Linked DNA regions of Anas platyrhynchos: region 2 is linked to region 1. A link is a contact called in public Hi-C data. All regions are on one chromosome and are shown on one strand. Each heading gives the region's core, a stretch centred on a gene start, on an enhancer-like site or on the middle of the called end of the contact. The rest is flanking DNA. Distances are from core to core; before and after follow the strand shown.

Region 1 (6,115 bases), core at 1,494-3,993:
TATGCACATACTGTAAGAAGCTTCAATAGCTAGAACTTATAAAAAGTTCTTTTCCCTCAGAGATGAGTAGTTAGTGCTTGTCTCATCCTATTTTGAAGTTTGTTATGCGCAAATAAGGCTTTTGTATTGTGGTAATTTAGAGTTTTTTTTCTGAATATATATATAAGTAGGCAACTTTGCAGTAGTTGTAAGCTTGGAAATTAGTTTAATGAGTTTAGAAAACCACTCTTGGAGTGGTTTGTCAAGGGAACTATCTATATTCTCAGTAAAGCAATTTTTTCTTCCTCTAAATCCTGGAAATGTGGAGAAATTCCCTGGGTAGACTGTTATGTATGATTAGATGGAGCTGAAACAATTAGGTAATGCCAAAATTTGTGACAAAAATGTCTGCTTAGTGTCTGTCTAGATGTGTTTTACAGTGTAAGCAAAATTGTGTGCAACACTGGCCAAGTAGCAGGTATGAATACTGCGGTAGCAGTCATGCTGCAATTGGAGTTCTGTTTAGATTGATACATTATGGTCTGGTTTCTTTCTTGACTTTATCTTTGGCATCCTGCCTTTGCAGCCAGCTGCTCTGTATTAGTACACAATATTAATCTTAGCTCTTTGCAGGGAACTTGGATAAGGATACAAATGTTTAGATGTAATTTAGTTTGTGTTGCAAGGTAGATGTGAGCTTACCAGGAAAGCATTTATCTTAGGGGGTGCTAGGGATTGCCTCTATGTAGATTCCCTCATGTATACAATGTTTTGCTACCTCTTTATAAGGATGTTACTTCTGACCCTCCCCTCCACTTTGAATTTTAAAGATAAAATTTACCTCTGAGTTAGCATCTGAAATGATGTCTGCCCTTTAGTTGTCTTCAGTAAACTTCTGAGTTTGGTCAGTTTTTGTGAAGTCCACCTGAGCCGATGGAATTGTGTTCGGGGGATCCTACAGTTGTCATCTGCCTGTACCACAGTACCTGGGGGGCTTCCTTCTACTTCTCAAGGCTGAGGTACTCTGTTGTCTTCCATGTCGCAAGAGCAATCAGGCAGAAGATATTTGAGTCTCTCTACACTCTTGTAACTGGGTAAAAAATTTCTATAATAATCCAATTTGGTTTAGAGCATCAGACTGGCTGTCTTTCCGTAGAGCATAGATCCTGTGATCAGCCACTCAAAGGCATGATCTAAAGCTGGAAGTGACCCCAATGAGAGAGAGCTGTATATAAAATAGCTTTCTGACAGCTAAAGCTATAAAATAGCTTTGTTCTTAACCCTGGCAGATACTGAATGCTTTGCAAGAACAGATAAAATACCCTGTCCTGGTGAAAAAGGATGAATGCACTGCAATTTAGATCTTACTAAACAATGCAAGGCTTCTCAGGACAAAAGGTTCCTCTGCTTCATGTGCTGCAAGGTGGTTGGTAGAGCTGTATGTGTAAGTGGACCAAAAATTAAATTTACTTTCAGAAAAAAAAAAAAAAAAAAAAAGACTGACATTTAAATTAGGCTTTTCTGTTTCTGGAAAATGTGGCTAATATTCCACATCATCTCATGACCTAACATGCTGAACACTTCCTAGTGTATTTCCTATCTTGTGTGTATGACAGAAGAAGAAAATATGAATGAGTATGCTAGTTTCAGGTGGTAGGGGATTTTGAGAGAGAAGGAAGGAGGAAGCAGTAGGTGGGTTGAGAAAATGAGGTGGAGAGAAACATGCTGCATGTAAATGAAGTGCTGTGTTCTGCTTCTCCAGAGCATGCACGGTAAGGCTGTTCTGCTGGCAAGAAGAGCTGTTGTTACCTGTGCTGTTAGGACTTTGTTTCGTCTAAGGAGAGGAGTCTTGACTCTGAGGAGTTAGCGTGCTGCTTGACCCCATCATAAGATAATATTCTGTAGCAAATGCTGTGAAGAATGTGAACACAACAGCTTCTGGGGAGAAAAATTGGCAGGAAAGCAAGTAGAAGCAGACTGTGAGACACTTCTTACAAACTGTGCTTAGAAACCAATCTGTTCTTCTTTATTGTTCTCTGATGAAGGGATGGATTATAAATGGTGCAGACAGCCTTGAGGCCTGTGATAATACAGTATCTGTAGCTTTTCCAGTTGGAGGCTTAAACTCTTAATGTTTTCCATGCAAAAAAGGATGAAAATACATTTTTAAAAAAAGTCTGAAACTTTTACTGAAACTGTACATGTCAAAACCTCAGCTTCAGGAACAAATAATTATTTAGACAGGAGAGTAAAGGTATCTTTAATTGAAAGAACAAACTTTTAAAATGTTTTTAAACTTCTTTCCTGCTTTGTTTGTGGTTTGTCCAAGATAAATATGTAAAACTGGAAGTTATTAATATGAAAATATCTCCCCCTGACTTTGGTCTGTCCTTAAGGTATATGCAAAGTCAAGCTTACCTTACAAGGCAGTACACTGAATTCATTTTTTTGATGTTTTGATTGCAACCTGTGCTTGTCCATACAACCATCAGAAGTTGCATGGCATGTGAGTGTTATACAGGTTCAGTGTACTGCTGAACGAATGGTACCCTGAATGTAAACATGAAAACAATGTTCTGCTCTGCTTATGGCCCTTACGTGTACCCACAAAGTCAAATGTTTGAATAAAATCATATGCAACTAGGGTTGGATGTTGTGCCTTAACTGATCTCTGCCTCAGCAGAAGCAGCCTCTGCTCTAAATATGGTTTCACATTGTGCAGTTGTTGACAGTGATTTATGTTTGCTCGCACTGAGATCCTCCCGTGACTGGCCTCGGGTGTGTTAGGCAGATCCAAGAGCCAGATTCAGCCATTAAGTAGTTCTGTTCCTTCTGCTTATCTTCTTTAAAAGAACATCTTTTCGTTGTTAATCTTGTATTAAATTTAAGGTAAATAATCAGCGAAATTAATCAAAGTAGATTAAAATGTGATGTGATTTTATGCAATAAACAAAGATAGTTTGGAGTGTCTGGGTAAACCAGTAGGCTGGCTTAACAGGGCCATCTGCTGGTGGACGCACTCTAAGGAGGGAACTTCGGATTTCACTGGAAGCAAGTCTAGTTTGGGGAGAGGTTAATGACTTGCTTCTGACTTGCAAACATCCATGACTCTGAAATTATCATTGTAAGCTGCTTTGTACTTGTGTCAGTTCCCGACTCTGTAGCAGAACTTATTACTGTAAAAACAGAGAACTGCTTGAGTATAAATTTATGCTCCATTCAAATGTTAAATGGGATGTTTCATCTGGGAGTTGTATTACCATAGATTAAGCCACAATTTAAAACTATATTGCAAGGAAGTGTGGGTTTGTAGATGAATCTCTCAGATCATTAAATAACAAATAATGTTATTACTCTTTACACAAAATGTCTACTTAAGGGACATTTGGTTTAAAATTACAGATTAAATTTCTTATAAAAAAGCTGAATGGTCTGGTGTACTGATAATTTTTTTTTAACTCTAATATTGAGAAGGCTTTTGGATATTTTTTTTATAAGCACTGCATTTAATGTAGCATCGTAAGTGTCTTTTGTATGCAGGCTCACTGCCTGCATGCCCTGTATGTGGCAACTCCCGGATATATTTGACTGGAAAGTACTGGTTATGATCTATTCCTTCACAAGCTTATAATGAATAAAATGAAACCCGTGCATAGGAATAAACTGAGTAATCAACACATGCAAGCATGCCTCATTTTCTTATTTTGAAAACCTGCAATTTTATTTGGAAAGGACACCTTAAAACAAAGGTTCAGGGTTCTTTAATATGTGATTTTGTGTGAGTTTCTGTGTATCAGGCTGTGCTACCCAGCACAGCTGTACTGCAGGTGTAACTGCTCACAGGATTGCCCACAGCCTGTGGCAAAGCAAACTTCATATCGGTTCCTGTGTGCTTATAGCAGCACACTTAAAACAGTGCCTTGGTCATTCCCTTGTAATTAGTAAGAAGCAGTAGCTGCTTGCTGACAAAAATGATAAACTATGCTCAAGGTATCACCTGAGAAAGCACTGATGTGACAGTATCGCCCCCAAACTTTGTCCCTAACTTTTGTCACCTGACAGCATACACCTTTTTACCCACAGGAAAAGCCAGTTAACATGCTGCCTAAGGGCTGCTCTGACCTTCTTGACTTCTAAACTATTTTCCATTTTTTCCCCCCTTTTGACAAGCAACTGAAGTGAGGGAGATGGATTTCATTACAGGTGCTTTGACTGAAATTACTTAGTGCTTCCCATTGAACTTGGCCATAAATGTCACTGATTTACAGACCCCACTAAAGCGCAGACGTTATCCAGTGACTGGTACTTGTACTGCATTTATGTTACAAGGCTTTGTAGGAGGGGGGGGGCTGCAGGGGTGGCTTCTGTGAGCAGAGCCCAGCAGCTGCCCCACGTCAGATCAGAGCCAGCTCCAGCTGGCTCCAAAAGGGACCTGCCACTGGCCTGAGCCAAGCCAGAGAGTGACACTGCTTGGGCCTCTGGTGGAGCAGGTTTAAAAAGGTAAAATCTCCACAGTGCTCTTACATAGAAATTGTGCCTGTGAAGGGACACATTATTTTTAGGGACACAGTTCAGATACACACAGTATTTTTTGTGTGTATCTGAACTGTTCTGGAACAATTATTTTTTTACTTACAGTTCATTCTGCCTTTTCATCTGTCCATTTTAATGACTATTTTGGTACCTGTCCTAATAGGATGGCACTGCAGTATATGATGAGGGGCATTGGACTTATCTCTATGGGAAGGAGGAAGTCACCTCCTCTTGTTTGTGATAAACCTGTAAGGAAATGCCTGCGATGCGAGGGAACTAACTCAGCAACATGAGGAATACAGGCAGAGCTAACAACGAGCTGGCTATCGGGGTAAAGGGAGTCCAGCCGTGGTATTGCTTTACAGTCACACTTCTCTCCTGTGAGTCTTTTTGCTAAAAGCAAAAGCTGTTCCAGTAATTCTGTAACCATTTTTAAACCCTGGTTAAGCTCACCTGGGAAATTGTACTACATTGGGAAGTAGCATTTTATCTACAGAATCCAGTCCTGCTCCTGATTCCTGTGCCATGGACTGATCACGGAGTTGTCCCTGCCAGTGGAAGCTGTAGCTTGCACAGCTGTGTTGTGCTTCTGCAAACCTTGCCTGTGCTGTCAGGCCTGGCAGTTGCTGTAGCTGCATATCTTACACGTGGTGTCACTTTGGTAGGTGGAAACACTTCTGTCCGTGTGCGAGCAGGTAGGCTGTGGTTTTTGCTATGTGACACGTTGGATGTGTGGTACTCGACGTAACCACACCAACTGAGGCAAATCTTACTGCCTTTTTTTTTTTTTTTTTTTTTTTTTGTGAGGGTTCATAGGTTCACTGGGCTGGTGTTGAGAAGCTATTGCTGAACATAAAGGCAGTAAAACTTGGCCCAACGAAGAAATGAGAAATGTCCAATCTGTGAAGAAACCAAATCTCACATTTGTAGTGAGAAATGCAATGGAATACAGTTTTCCTGCTGATATCCCATCTGTTTGTTGTCTTGCACAGCGTTAGCTTCAAGGAGGCAGCTCTCAGGTTACGGAGAGAGGGAGGGATCATCAGAGCCCCAGGCAGCTGCAGGAGCTGAGACCATTGCTTCAGGACAGACAGCTGCTGAGGGAGGACTGAGTTGCTCCTAGCTGCTCATCAGTGCCACAGCAACTTTGTGTTGCTGTGCAACTTGTGTTTTGTTACACTTTTGGATGGTGAGAAGGTCTAGAAATGAAGAGAAAAATTCCATCCTCCTCTCATGTCTCTATCAGGTTGCTGTTCACAGCCGTGATGCTTCAAGGTGAGAAACACTTTTTGGTAGCTAAGTGTTGAATTGGCATTTATTTTATTCAGGTAGAAGCTGGTGTCCTGATGCATACTACATGGTTGAGCTCCAGCAATCCCCCTCATCTGCTTTTTTTTTTTTTTTTTTTTTGGTCTTACTGATGCATAGACAAAATGAATGATCGTGTACAACCAGATAGATCCAAATGCTCCTTGTGAAGCTTTGGTTTGTTAGGATTTCTTTTTCATCAGGAAGGTTAACTTTGAATTCTGGTAAGTCCAGGAAGTCACTGTGAGTCACCAAAGAGCAATGTCCTCCATAGCACTTGTTTCCTGTGTTGTGC
Region 2 (6,018 bases), core at 2,289-4,788, 56 kb before region 1:
GCTTCAGTGGCCCTCCCTATAATTATTTTCTCTCTTTATTCCTATTTGGTTAAATGCATAAATACATTCAAGGCAAAACCTCAGCTCCACCCCAACTGCAGTTTTCTCCCATCCGTCAGAGTCAGTAGAGAAGTGCATAGCTCAGGAGCAGTTTGGAGTTCTTCTTTCTCTCCCTCTGTCCATTGCCCTTTTGGGTACGGGCATGGGTTCACTGAGGTACTCTGAATGCCTTACCTGGTTATAAGTTGGTCATTTTCCTAATTAAAAGTTGTTTGATTACAGGCTGAATTTTGATGTCAGATGATAGTTTAAAACTGTAACACAAGCAGAACCAGTCTTGCTTTTATTGAAGTGGGAGATAAAACCTCCCTCAGCTTCAGTGGCTCGGGATGAGGCACTGCAGTTCCAATTCAGAGAAAACATGATGAGCTCAGGCTTTTTCTTCCACGGGAGCTGAAGTGTGTGCTTAGAAACTGTTCTGAGCTGAATGCAGAATGGAGAAAGATGATGAGTGGAGAGAGAGAAAGTAGGGTTTTATTATTCAGGAACTCCATGCTTTCAAACACTTGCCAAACTGTCCATAAAAACACACCGGAATCCTTGTATTTCTTTGATTGTTTGTATAATGGGATGAATATTTTATAGTGGGATGAATGATTTCAAATATAGTTGTTTGAAAAGGGTATTTGAAAGTAGGCTACGTTTTAGAACTTCCAGCCTTTCTGATGTCTTTTGCAGTTGCATTGGTGAGAGTCCTGAGGTATATCATGTAAAAATCTTATTTTTAATTAAAGTAGCACGTAGTATTGCCACCAGCACTCTGAAGTAACGTGCGACTTTTCAAATACCTATATTGTGTACCACTTTTTAATCTATTATTCATCAGCATGTGGTTGTGATGGCTGCTGTCCTCTTAATATATGACTTTTTGTTTCTTTTTCTATGAAACATGTTAATGTTTAGTCCAATTTTTAATTTAGGAAAACTCTCATATTTTTTTTTCATGCAAAATTTAATGCTAGTACCAGCTTTGATGAACAACCCTACAGTAAAGAAGAGAAAGCAAGCTCACAAGTACAACGGAGATGGTTATTCTCTAAAGTAATGTGGGTGTTTAAAATATATTTCAGTCAATTATGAAAGCAGTGGGGCAAAAGTGATTTTTAAACAATACCTTGGTAATACTTGGATGAACTTGGATTCTATTTTTAATAGTATGTGGAACAGTTTTGTTTAAAATTAATGTTTTTATAGGCCTGTTGAAGGACACCTCAGGCAAAGTTTAACTTTTTTTTTTGTGGCTGTGGGAAACCATTGAGACTCGGGAGTCCCCGTTTAGGCTATGTCCACATGCCCTAGTTTAACCTCGTTGTGAGCACATGCGGTGTCGGGGGAGATTTGTAAAGATCGGCCGAACATGGACTCTGAACAAGGTTGTGCTTGAGGAAGTAAAGAGTAACCAAATCGTTATTTCATCTTGCCACAAAATACGATTGGTATTTAAGAAAACAATTTTGTTGTTGATAATAGCAAAGCAGGATCATCACTAATGTACTATGATAAATTATACATAGGCTCTCTGTTGCTCATGCTTATATCTTTGAATGCATTTCTAGAATAATACTGCTCTCTTCACAGAGCTAGGGAGAGGATATAGCATGGACATGGACAAACAAGTGTTCATCACCACAGTTCCTGTGTATGATGATTACTTCCTTTTTTCTTGAACAAAAATATTTTTAGTAAAAAAGAACTCCAATGGAAACCCAACTGATCATACTATTTCAATGGCATTTCAGCTAAATACCCTGCTGAGCATTGAATGACAATGTGAATATGCATGTGAAAAGACCTAGTATTGCAGCTACCAGTTGTAAAAGCTGTTAGGACCAGTACATTGGAAGATATCAATGTCTATTTTTAAATTAAAAATTAAAAAAAATATTTTTTTTATTTGTATAAAGTTGTAATTTTGCTGTTAACTATAACTTTCATTTTTTACTGAAATACAATTTTGTAATTTGCATTTAGAATTTCTAATGTGAAAAGGACTTTACAAAATCTAGTTTAATAAAGAATTTTTGCCACAAGTGTAGCCTTCTGTCTCTCCTTGGAAGACTGCGTTTCAGCTCGTATCAGATTTTGTCAAATAGTAGACTCGGAGTTCTGCATGAAAGCCACTTGTCCTGGCTTTGGGATACCATCTGTAGGGAGAGAAAGCAACCATCTGCAGGCGTAAAAAGGAACAGATTTGTGGCCTGATTTTAAGTGATGTGAGTGGGAGCTGAATGCTCACATTACTGAAAATGAGGGTCATGGTTTCAGGTTGTTTTTTTTCTTTCTTTTTTTTTCCTTTTTTTTTTTTTTTTTTTTTTTTTCCCCTGAAGTAGCTGAAGAGAAGCTGCTTAGGCCCAGCTTATTGTGTAGGAGAGTGCGGGCAGAGTACGTCAGAGGGGCAGGTAGGAGCACTGTAAAGATGGTTTATCAGTGGAGGAAAGTGTGCTGGGCAGGCCTCCTTTGGTGAGACCCCTTAGGTCAGAGGCAATAATTGGATGGATTCTGAGGAAGAGCAATTGCTGTGTGACTGTGGGTTTATAGCTAGCAGTCCTAGCTTTTCCCAAGGCTGCTCGGTGCAGATCGAGTGCGGGTATTGCTGTATCGTGTTCCTGCAGGGGTGGGCAGACACCTGAGAGCGGAGTGCTGGCTGGAGTCCAGCGGGTTTCAGTAGCTCTGGTTGGGGACTGACTTCGACGTGAGTTGGCTCCTGCAGACTTGTTCCTATGATTTCTTTGCCTTATAGCTTGGATACGCTGCAGAAACAAGTCAGGTTTGTGTGCATTTGTACAGCAAAGCCCCAACTAAAAAACTGATAAAGAGCAGGGAAAACAGGGTTTGGAAACATGAAAGCTTGGTAGAAGCTAGCTTAGATTTGACATGGCTGATTCGGAGGCACAGCTACATACCACAGCCTGAGTAACGTCTAGTTATTTTTTTTTTCATTACTTACTGATTCCTGTTTCTGGCAGCAAGGGCCACCTTGGGGGTTATTTTCTCAAACTGCAGTGTTTTAAAGTGGAGGTACTGCTACTCTCTGGAGGCAGGACAGCAGTGTTTGTACACAGTGCTGGACACGGAGACCCAGCATGGTTCCTATCCTGGCTACAACAGTCTGTCCTGATCCGACAGCTGCTGATTTGGTTATGCCTTTAGTTCCCTGTGTGCTGGGCCGCCTCTGAGCTCCTCTCTGCTTACAGCTGGGAAACTTCTACTTGTTGGTGCTCTGAGGATTTCTGAAAGTCCTTCTGCCTTCATCAATACGAGAGGTGGAGTACTCTAACTTGTCCTTCCCTATGGAAATGGTTTGAACGTTACCATCAAAAATTAAAGGGTAATATTTTTTTTAATTATTATTTTTACAGGCAAACAGTAAATTTCAGCCTGAATAATTAACATGCAATTAAAAGTGGTACGTGCTGGCGGAACACATCAGGTATTGTGACAATAGGTGGTGCCCTTGCTAATGACATAGAGTGGTGGTGGCAGCAGCTTTTGCTGTGCCCTTCCCTGAGCTGTTGTTTCCCTGTGAGGCGCACTGGAGGATGTTATTACACATCACGTGCTGTTTGTTTCTTCCCCAGAGGAAGAGTACTGTATTCAGAGTATTGTTTTGGCGACTTTTTTTTTTCTTTCTTTGCGTATGGGTGGGGTTGGGCTTGTTTTCAAAAGGTTATTGCTGTTCTTTGCTGAAGATGGGCAAGACCCAGAAGTGCGTTTTGTGCTTAGATCTGGAGATGATAACGTTGGGTTTTCTCCTTCTGCTGCCCTGCGCTGCTCTTTGTAGCTTGGCTGTCTGGCTGCTGTTCAGAGCCTGGCAGGGAAAGAAGTGCTGTTCTGTGGAGTCCTGTGCCGCCGTGGGTGTTGCTGGTGGCGGAGTCATCCTGAAAGCTCATGGGGAAGGACTCTCTTGATTTTGCTTGACTTTATGTGTCACGGAGCCTGGCTGGGCTAGCTATGGCTTCTTAACTGTTGTCACCTGATAAAATGTCCCCTTTTCTTTAAGGTTGCTTGGTTTCTGTATGTCCTGGAAATGCTGTCTTTTGAGGATTTTCTCAGAAAGCCTTTCACATACACAGGGCATGTGTTTGTCTGGAGTGCTTGTTGGGAGCTTTAGCTTTTTAGGAGTGTGGTATTTAACAGCTCTCTTGTCTCATGACTCATTGCCCTGAGAAAGGGCCTTTCTTGCCAACCTCATGGTGCCCCTTTACCCTTTCCACCCTTCTGCCAGATCCAGGAGCCTTTCCCAACCTTGAGGTTGGTCTGTCCCATGTTCCCGAGTGCTGGGGAGTACCTGGAGCACTTGGGATGCTGAGTCAGATCCCCAGCCTTTTTCTCCTACACCTCAATGGAAAATATATTGGGGGAAGCTATGGGACACAGAAATAGGTGAGTTGGGAGGCCGGTAAATGCTAGGGCAGATCTGTAAGAGCTGATAGGGAAGGGTGTCAGAGTCACAGAATGACTGGGGTTGGAAGGGACCTTGAAGGTCATCAATCGGTCATGGGTGGGTGGGTAGCATGGAGATGTCCAGGAGATCCTGGGGTGCTGCGGGATTGTGTAGTAGGGTATCCTGAGTGGTTGGGGCACTACTGTCGGGGCAGCCCCGTTCCTCCAGCCCCCACAGAGCAGCACTGACGTATCCAAAGCAGCAGCTCGAAGCAGACTGCTGCCAGGATGCGCCATTCAGAGGTTTTGCTGAATTAAATACATGTGGTAGGTAGGGCTCAACATCCTGTGAGTAGCATGTTTTGTCCCACGGCCAGGTTCTGTTTTTGTTTGTTTTGCTTCTTGTTTTGTGTGTTAGCTTCATTTACGTAGCTTTCATGTTGTAAGAGGGCCACACATCTTCCTCTTGACTGAGATGAAAACTGTGCTGCCGATTCTGAGGAAGGGAAGGACTTGAAGTTTTGGTAGCTTGGTGGTGGACAAATGGGGCTTTTGGCATCTATTCAGAGACAAGAATTTAGGCTCTCTCTGCCACTTCAGGGTTTGACAAAGGCAGCCGTGTATCCCCAGTGCCACCAGAGGTCCCCATGACCTGAGACCCTTGTGCTGTCGTGCTATCTGAACTTGCTACCCAAGCTGTGAAAACATAAAAGACTGAGGCAGCTTTGGAGTGGGGGCAAAGGATAAAAGACACCATTTTGCTTTCCTCCCTATTGCCCTAAGCTGTTTTGTATCCTCTGTCGTGGTGTTGGGTCTGAAACTACATTTGTGTCCTCCCTGTGAGTAGGAATGCTTTTCATACAGCTCAGGAGACATTTGACCTGACTTGCAGTGTGCTAAAATAATAGTAAAATATTAAACGCTGATGCATTTCCTCTGTCTGATCAGGATGTGATAGCTGCTACGTTCTTCGGGCTGTAGGACATTTGAGTGTGGCAGTGCTTCCATGACAACACTTGTTTTTAAAAGCTTTGTAAGCAACCATGTGAATCGTTATTATTTTTGTGTTATCTTGAGAAACGCTTACCTCCACTCCATGAAACACTGCCATAGCTGGCAGCAGACACCAGACAGCACAGCGAACAATGGAAATCCTGCGCATGTGCCACAGATTTAATCAGTGTTTGATCTGTGAATGGGAGGAATGGTTGTATTGTCAGGTCAGGCTGTGGGAGCGTTACGTGTTTGCTTGACTTCTGCTAACTCAAAAGGCAATGCCTCCAACTCCCACCTCTAAAGCAGGCTTCCTCACCTGTGCGTCATCCTTTCCATTCCAGATTGCCCTTTTTTACTGCGTCTGCAGTGGCATGTAGACAAGCCACAGGGGAGCTCCCTGCCGTGACAGACCTCTTCTTCTTCCCCGGGAGAATGGAAGAAGGAACCAGCGTTTCCTCAGTGCTTCTGGCCTCTTTCAGCTCTTTCTTCCCCTGCTTCTCTTTGCAGGAAAGCACCTCAGCTTTGTGGCCCTTGGGCAAGGCCAGGGTGGTGAGGGCAGGAGGCTGATCTGACCATGAA

The links. Hi-C and Micro-C count contacts between places; a contact is called where the count stands out from the background.
Region 2: a contact with region 1 is called in a Hi-C map of liver, with 3 times the contacts expected there. The contact joins two enhancer-like sites. A contact is called at or near these places in 2 of 8 Hi-C or Micro-C datasets (liver and skeletal muscle).

Annotation. Positions count from the first base shown.
Region 1 is chr4:55,708,894-55,715,008 of IASCAAS_PekinDuck_T2T, reverse strand. The region is part of intron 2 of CHRNA9 (cholinergic receptor nicotinic alpha 9 subunit); the gene reads left to right. Among named protein-coding and RNA genes, the nearest start is that of CHRNA9, 12 kb to the left of the region's middle. Within about 2 kb of position 2,743, at least 2 of the 8 cell types and tissues checked have an H3K27ac peak or open chromatin away from gene starts, as enhancers often do.
Region 2 is chr4:55,765,966-55,771,983 of IASCAAS_PekinDuck_T2T, reverse strand. It overlaps N4BP2 (NEDD4 binding protein 2), which reads left to right. Exons shown (of 18, transcript XM_038178168.2): 18 at 1-2,090. Among named protein-coding and RNA genes, the nearest start is that of RHOH, 7.4 kb to the right of the region's middle. Within about 2 kb of position 3,538, at least 1 of the 8 cell types and tissues checked has an H3K27ac peak or open chromatin away from gene starts, as enhancers often do.